Regions from separate parts of the Pan troglodytes genome. Here region 2 is linked to region 1. A link is a contact called in public capture Hi-C data. All regions are on one chromosome and are shown on one strand. The core of a region is the stretch at or near the end of the contact, and the rest is flanking DNA. Distances in the headings are between cores, read along the strand shown.

Region 1 (3,757 bases), core at 746-3,245:
CTGTAGATTTCTTTGGCACCTCAAGATTCCCTGGAGGGAGAGTCCCTCTGTCTGTTGTGTTTGGAGAGAAGCCAATCTAGATATGGAGAGCGAGGCCGGGCGTGGTGGCTTACGCCTGTAATCCCAGCACTTTGGGAGGCCAAAACAGGCAGATCACTTGAGGTCAGTAGTTCGAGACCAGTCTGGCCAACATAGTGAAACCCCATCTCTACTAAAAATACAAAAATTAGCCAGGCATGGTGGCACATACCTGTAATCCCTGCTACTCGGGAGGCTGAGGCAGGAGAATCACTTGAACCCAGGAGGTGGAGTTGCAGTGAGCCGAGATCACACCACTGCATTCCAGCCTGGGTGACAGAGCAAAACTCTGTCTCAAAAAAAAAAAAAAAAAAAAAAGATATGGAAAGAGGGAGGTTGGAATGCGGGTCCCGGAATGCTCTAGGCTCAAGGACTACCCCCTGCCTTGCTGAGCTCCTCCAGAGATGGGCAGGGGTGCAGAGGACACAGCACAGCCTGGGACCCTTGTTGGGCTGAGTGGTGCTAGCACAGCTTGACCCCACATGAGCTCGGAAGAGCTCAGCTGGCCATGAGAAGGCCTGAGCCTGTTTTTCCCAGGTGGACACAACCAAATGGGGCCAATTCTGCCCCGATCACTGCCATCTGGCCATATCCAGGCTCATATACTCCCACTCCCACGTGAGGACAGGCCAGGGACTCAGCCTGAGAGGGGCCCGGCTAAAAGAGGGACAGCTGGCAAGGCCCTCCCCTAGTGGCAACTCCGAGAGAACACAGACAAGGGCTGGCATCACCACTCCAGCCTCCTTCTCCTTTTCCTCTGCTGGGAGGCCCTGGCTCCCACATCCACACAACTAGCCCCTCACTGCAGGTTCTGTCTTTGCCCAAAGGGCACCTCCTCAGAGAGGCCTTCCCTGTCCCCGCTGTGGTCCCACTGCGGTCCCACTGCCTGCCCTGCGAGGCCTTCCTGCTCTCTGAGAGGATTTGCGCTGTCTCGGCTCACATATTCCGAGTCCTCTTCCGCACTAGAACATACAATTCTTTCAGCCTGCAGCAGGTGCAGTGCCTGCACACAGTGAGTGCTCAGGAAGGATGTTCTGAAGGAAGGCATGAAAGGACACCATGTGTCTGGGTTTGCTCAGCGTTCTTTCTTTTAGAGCCAGGGTCTCACTACATTGCCCACGCTGGTCCCGAACTCCTGGCCTCAAGTGGTCCTCTTGCCTCAGCCTCCTGAGTAGCTGGGATGACCGCTGTGAGCTACCGTTCCTGTGCTCAGTGTTCTTAAGGAGGTTGCTCCCCTTCTCAGGGCACAGGGGTTGAGCAAGGCCATGGCTAAAGCTTCTTCCATTATCTCCTGAGCCTCCCTGTACCCATTAGTTAGTCAATCAACTCATCAAACACTGGTTTCGTGAGCATCTGCTGAGGCAGGCTGAGGTGTAGTGTACGTGCTTAATAATTGCCTGTTGAATGACTAGCTCTTTAGGTGCCCACGCCATAACCAAACGGGTTCTTTGACTAGCGGGTGCCTCTGGCTTCTCCTTGGCTATTTCTTTCTTTCTCCTGAAGGAAACCAGGAGTTGCGCAGACCGGAGGCTCCAGCAGCCAGCCTGCTGTCTGGGGTGGCTCCTTGATCCCTGCTCCCTTGAGGAAGAGGCTGCCCACCCCTCATCTCTGGGCTCGCCCCCTGCAGCCAGGCAGCTCTTGGGCCTCCTGTGCTCTTCCTGTGCTGGCCAGGGCTGGGAGAGTGCAAGGCCAGCTCCTCACTTCCCGGCTTTGCCTTGGGGTCTTGGCAGCGCCTTTCTCTCTGCTCAGCTCCAAAGAGCACACGGGAGCCTGGCTGCCGGCCTGAGAGGAAGCGGCCCAGACAAGTAGCTGGGAGGATGGCGTGCCTGCAGAAGACGCTGAGCCCTGCCTGGGCACACACGTCCAGAGGCCCCCGGCAGCATGCCGGGAGGGCACAGACATACTTAGCGCCTCCCCACTGGGCAACAGCTCCTCCCTGGCGTGCAAGATTCCAGCCAGCAGTCAAGCTCCACCCCCCACAGCCCAGGACAAAGAAGGGCAGCCGCCCCCACCGCCACCTCCACCGGGAGACTTGGCCCAGCTGCACACTCTGCTCCACCCCTGCCTCCTCCAGTCCCATGATGGCATTGCCCCTGTTACCCAGTGGGTGGCCTCCACCTTCCTTCTAAACACAGCACCCACACGTGGCCTGACGCTCAGACATTCCCTCACCACCTCTCTATCAGCCAGACCTGGTGACTCAAGGCGCCACCTAGGGCCGGCCTCAGCCCCCTGCTGCACGCTGCCCCGGAGCAGGACTGGAATCATGATCCTGCCACACAACAGCTGGCTCAGCCAGCTGAGGGTTAGTTTACTTATAAGATGATCATCATAACCGCCTTGGGGCTGTTGTGAGAATTTGTGGGAACTGGACACTCTGGCAGCTCCCAAGGATGGACACATTATTGCATGCAAGCACACACAATCCCCCAAGGCCAGAGGTCCCTGGGGTCTCCCTGGCCCCTAAGATTCAGGCTAAATGAACTCCATTTCCACCTGCACCTTGTAAAAAGTTCAATCTCTCCCTGTGAATTGGGAGTGGAAGCCTAAATTTGTATGATCTTTGGTACGGAACTGCTGCCTAGAGCTGCACCATCGAGTACAGCAGCCTCAGGCCATGTGGCTAGTGAGCACTTAAGATGTGGCTAGTCCAAACTGAGATGTACCTCAGTGTAATGGTGAAACGATCGGATTTGGGGATACATTAGGTTAAATAAAAGACATTGCTAAAATTAGTTTTACCTGTAGATACTTATTTATTCTTTTGAGATGAGGTCTCATTATGTTGCCCAGGCTGGAGTGCAGTGGCATGATCATAGCTTACTGTTACCTCAAACTCAAGTGATCTTCCTGCCTCAGCCACCAAGTAGCTAGGATTACAGGCACTCACCACCATATCTGGCTAATTTTTACAATTTTTTTTGTAGAGATAGGGTCTCGCTGTGTTGCCCAGGCTGGTCTCAAACTCCTGGCCTCAAGGGATCCTCCTGCATCAGCCTCCCGAGTAGCTAGGACATGCACTACAGCACCAGCCTTTTTATCTTTTTTTTTTTTTTCAGATGGAGTCTTGCTCCATTGCCCAGGCTGGAGTGCAGTGGCGCTATCCTGGCTCACTGCAACCTCCACCTCCCTGGTTCAAGCAATTTCCCTGCCTCAGCCTCCCGAGTAGCTGGGACTACAGGCGCACACCACCAGGCCCAGCTAATTTTTTTTTTGTATTTTTAGTAGAGACAGGATTTCACCATGTTGGCCAGACTGGTCACAAACTCCTGACCTCAGGCAATACGCCCGCCTCGGCCTCCCAAAGTGCTGGGATTACAGGCGTGAGCCACCGCCCCCAGCCCTTTTTATCTTTTTTTAAATGGCTGCTAGATCATGAAAAATTACATCCGCGCCTTGGGTTGTATCTTTATTGGGCTGTGCTGGTTTCATGGCTCTTCCTGTATCTCCATCCCAGATTAACTCACACCCAGAACTCAGCCCCTTTCCCTGCTTTCTACAGAACACCTGCTCTCCTAGGCCTCCGTGAACTCAGCAGCGAAGCCCTGGCATGCGGGCAGAGTTTGCCCCACAGCAGTGAATTCATCCAGAACTTGCACATGTATGTGGCCTCCCTCTCTAAAATGTTTTAGTCCCCATCATGGTTCTCTGTCCCTTCTCATTCAGTACCCCCTTCCCA
Region 2 (4,134 bases), core at 145-2,644, 110 kb after region 1:
GGTAGGTCCTGTGTCACCACCACACCATGCCAGCAATTCTCTGAGCCCACCCAGCCCTCTGAGCCAGCAGTCTTTGCCTGTTGGCAGCGCCATCACCATGTCCTTAAACCATCCTTACAGTCACTACCCTGCATCCTTTACCCCTTTTCCCCATTCACTGTGCTCACCCAGAGAAACTCCAAACTCCAAACTCCAGTTGGATCCAACTATGGCTCAAGAACCAGCACCCCTGTGTGACTAGACTCATTTCCAAATCAAAACCACACATTTCGCGCAGGCCCTCGGTTCCTCCAATGTGCTTTCACAGCTTCACTTCCCCGCTCTTGAAATGACTCATTTCAAATCTCCCACACCCCCAACCTCAATTTCAGCTGGCAATGCCACCACACGCTTCAGAGAAAGAAAGGATGCACCCACACCAGCACACCTCACCTCCATGCCCCACACCTGCCACCCAGTATCCACGCGTGCCCCCTTCCCCCGCCAGAGCACAGTGGAAGCTGCATGGTGCTCCTCCAGCCTGCACTGGGCCCCAGCCCTCCTGCTCCTTAGGGCCTGGCCCTGCAGTTGTCTCTGCAGAGCCTTTCTCCCCTTCCCGGATCATTATCATCCGCTTATAACATGCCCAGCCTTCCTCCTTTAGAAACTCTCCCTGGAGGCCCCCAGCCCTTCTGGCATCTGCTGTTCCACCTCCCCCCTCCCCACTTTCATTCTGTGCTGCTCCAAGCAGCCGTTTGTCCCCACCCTTACAGGAGATGACTCTAGTCCAGATCATCAGTGACCTACATGTCACCAAGGCCAAAGGTCCCTTCCCCTGCCTATCTCAGTGGCATTTGACACGCTTGGCCATGGCCTCCTTACCTGTTCTTCCAATGTCTCCGACTCCACCTTCCCCTGGTTTCCCTCCTCCACATGGCGTTCTCCTCAGGAGCCTTCACTTCCCCCTCCTCCTCCGCCCTCTCTCAGTGATGGCTGCCCCGGAGGTCTGTCTTGGGGTCTCCGGTCTTCATCTTCGTTCATTCCCATAGTGGCTGTCATCCTGATCTGCGGCTTCACAGACCATCTCCGGTCTGATGAATCTCAAGACTTAATCTCCCGCCGAGACTTCTCCCTGGGACGCAGATTCACATATTTAACTACCTCACGCCTCCTCTTGGATGCCTAATGAGCATCTCCCAGCCAAAAGCAGGCTCGAATTTCCCTCCACCACCCCCTCAAATCCAGTCCTTCCCAAGGTCTCCTATCATGAATAGATGGCGCTCCCCATTCGCCCAGCTGTGTAGGCTAAAACACTAAGAAATTATTGTGATTTCTTTTTCCCTCACCCCATCATCCTGACAGCGCTGCCTGCAAAATAGACCTAGGCCCACTTATTACCATTTCACGGTTACAGCCCTCGAGCAAGCCACCTTCATCCCTAGCCCAGCCTATCCTAATGAACTACCTGATTTCTGCCTCCAGGCTTGTCTCCATCTCGCCCCCTGCAGTTTATCCCACACACTGCACTTAGGGAGATCTTTCTAAAGCGCAAACAAGACTTGTTATTCCCGTGCTTAAAATCCTCCAATGAGGCGGAGGTTGCAGTGAGCTGAGATCGTGCCACTGCACTCCAGCCTGGGTGACACAGCGAGACTCCGTCTCAAAAAAAAAAAATCCTCCAATGGGCTGGGCGCCATGGCTCACTCCTGTAATACCAGCACTTCGGGAGGCCAAGGTGGGAGGGAGGATCGCTTGAGCCCAGGAGTTCGAGACCAGCCTGGGCAACATAGAGAGACCTCTGTCTCTACAAAAAAATACAAAAAGTATTTTTGTATTTTTTGGCTTCACTCATGGTGGTGTGAGTCTGTGGTCCCAGCTATCCGATGGCAGGGCGGGGTAGTGCGGAGGTGGGGCAGGGGGAGACTGAGGTGGGACGATTGCTTAAGAGATCAAGAGGTTGAAGCTGCAGTGAGCTGTGATCGCACCACTGTACTCCAGCCTGGGTGACAGAGCGAGATCCTATTCAAAAAAATTTTTTTAAAAAAGTTGCCCATTGGAATAAACTTCAAACCCCTGACCGTAGCTGGCAGGACTTAGGCAGTGTGTGGCCCCTCCCTTGCCCTCAAGCGTCTTCTCCTACTTCTCCTCCCTTCTCACTGCATGGCAGCCACAGTTGCCTTCTCTCTGGGACTTGACTATCCCAAATCTTGGCCTGGCCCAGGGCCTTTGGTGGCTTTTCTGCTTGGAACTTCCCTCCCTCCCAACGCCCTCCTCCCAGTCTTCATAGGGCTGCTGTATTTTCACCATTCAGGTTCCCAGAGGGGTCAGCATATGCAAAGGCATGAGGAGGGAAGGAGCTTGGGGGCTGGAGAAACTTAAACGAGACCCTTCCTTCCTTCAAAACCCCCTAAGATTCTGCAGGGTTCAGTGGCATGTACCTGTAGTCCCAGCTGCTCCGCAGGCTGAAGCGGGAGGATCAAGTGAGCCCAGGAGTTCAAGGTTGAAGTACACCATGACTGCACTTGTGAACAGCCACTGCTGTTTTAAAAAATAAAAACCCCTTGTCGGGGCGTGGTGGCTCAGGCCTGTAATCCCAGCACTTTGGGAGGTCTAGGCAGGAGGGTAGCTTGAGCCCAGAAGTTCGAGACTAGCCTGTGCAACAAAGTGAAACCCCATCTCTACAAAAAATAAATAAAAATAAAATACCCCAAGAGTCTGAAAAGAGGGTTATGTGTTTCCTCAGGCTGCTGTAGCAAAGAACCACAGAGTGGGTGGCTTAAAAGAACAGAAATTTATTGTCTCTCAGTTCTGGAGTCCAGAAGTCTGAAATCCAAGCATGGCTAGGGTTGCCCTTGCCTATCTTCTGGCGGCTGCTGGCAACCCTGGGTGGCCCTTAGCTTATGGCTGCCCTCCAGACTCTGCCTCTACAGCACAGAGCATTCCCTCCCTCCCTCCCTCCCTTCCTTCCTTCCTTCATTCCTTCCTTCCTTCCTTCCTTCTCCTCCCTCCCTCCCTCCCTTCCTTCCTTCCTTCATTCCTTCCTTCCTTCCTTCCCCTCCCTCCCTTCCCTTCTTCCTCTCTCCCTTTCTCTCTTTCTCTCTCTCTTTTCTTTTCTTCTTTCTTTCTTTCTGTCTTTCTTTCTCTTTCTTTTTCTTTCCTTCCTTCCTTCTTTCTTTTTTCAGAGACAGGGTCTCGCTCTGTCACCCAGGCTGGAGTACAGTGGGGTGATTATAGCTCACTGCAGCCTGGAACTCCTGGGCTTGAGCAATCCTCCTGCCTCAGCCTCCCGAAGCACTGGGATTACAGGTGCAAGCCATCATGCCTAGCCTATCATTTTCTTCTGTGTCTATGCGTGTCCCCCTTTTCTGTTTCTGATAAGAACACTCTTCGTTGGATTTAGACTTCACCCTAAACTAGAATGATCTCATCTCAAGATCCTTATCTTAATTACACTTGAAAAGACCCTTATTTCAAATAAGGTCACACTCGTAGGTTTTGGCTGAAGATACATAATTTAACCCACAAGGGAGGATATATTTCTAGGCATTTAATCTGGGTGGGATCCCTGAGGCAGGAAGACCTCAGAGGTCACCTGAAAAAGCATATCTCTAAGCATATTCCCTGAAAAACTAGTTCCAAGTGATTTTTTTTTTCTAGAGGATTTTTTTTAAGGGTGGGGGGAGCATTCTGTGTTCAGATAAATTTGGAAAATGCTGCGTATACCTCCCACACTAGAAGATTCACAGTTCACCTTAGTGTATTAAAGGGCTGAGAATTCACGGTAAAGAAGCATTATGTATTTATGTAAAGCATCATTTCCCTAGTTTATTTCACCATAAAACCCCATTTTCTTTCTCATAATCTCTGTAGCATTTTCAGATCATATCAGCCTGTGGAAATTCAAGAGGAATGTTGATGTGAGCCAACCTTGTCTTACTTTAGATGAGAAGATCAACATCCAGAAAAGGACAAATGACTTATCCAAGGTCACACTGCTGAGAGGGTCGGAAGTTGATTTAAAACTCAGCCTCCTCAAAATGATAGCGATGGAGACACATTAGTTGTTGATGGGGAGAGAGTGGGTATGGCTACACAGAGGTCTCACCAGAGAGATCTGTTTGGTGAGGGAGCAGTTCTGCATTTTACTTGAAGAGG

The links. Capture Hi-C pulls out chosen DNA fragments and counts their contacts.
Region 2: a capture Hi-C map of stem cell-derived neural stem cells shows a contact between it and region 1, with 5 times the contacts expected there. The contact joins two enhancer-like sites. A contact is called at or near these places in 2 of 7 Hi-C or Micro-C datasets (induced pluripotent stem cells and stem cell-derived neural progenitor cells) and 1 of 1 other capture datasets (stem cell-derived neural stem cells).

Annotation. Positions count from the first base shown.
Region 1 is chr19:63,318,341-63,322,097 of NHGRI_mPanTro3-v2.0_pri, forward strand. No RefSeq gene overlaps it. Among named protein-coding and RNA genes, the nearest start is that of H1-9, 6.0 kb to the left of the region's middle. Within about 2 kb of position 1,996, at least 13 of the 24 cell types and tissues checked have an H3K27ac peak or open chromatin away from gene starts, as enhancers often do. A contact at or near this core is called in induced pluripotent stem cells and stem cell-derived neural stem cells, where this site is marked.
Region 2 is chr19:63,425,422-63,429,555 of NHGRI_mPanTro3-v2.0_pri, forward strand. No RefSeq gene overlaps it. Among named protein-coding and RNA genes, the nearest start is that of TMEM92, 14 kb to the left of the region's middle. Within about 2 kb of position 1,395, at least 2 of the 24 cell types and tissues checked have an H3K27ac peak or open chromatin away from gene starts, as enhancers often do. A contact at or near this core is called in induced pluripotent stem cells and stem cell-derived neural stem cells, where this site is marked.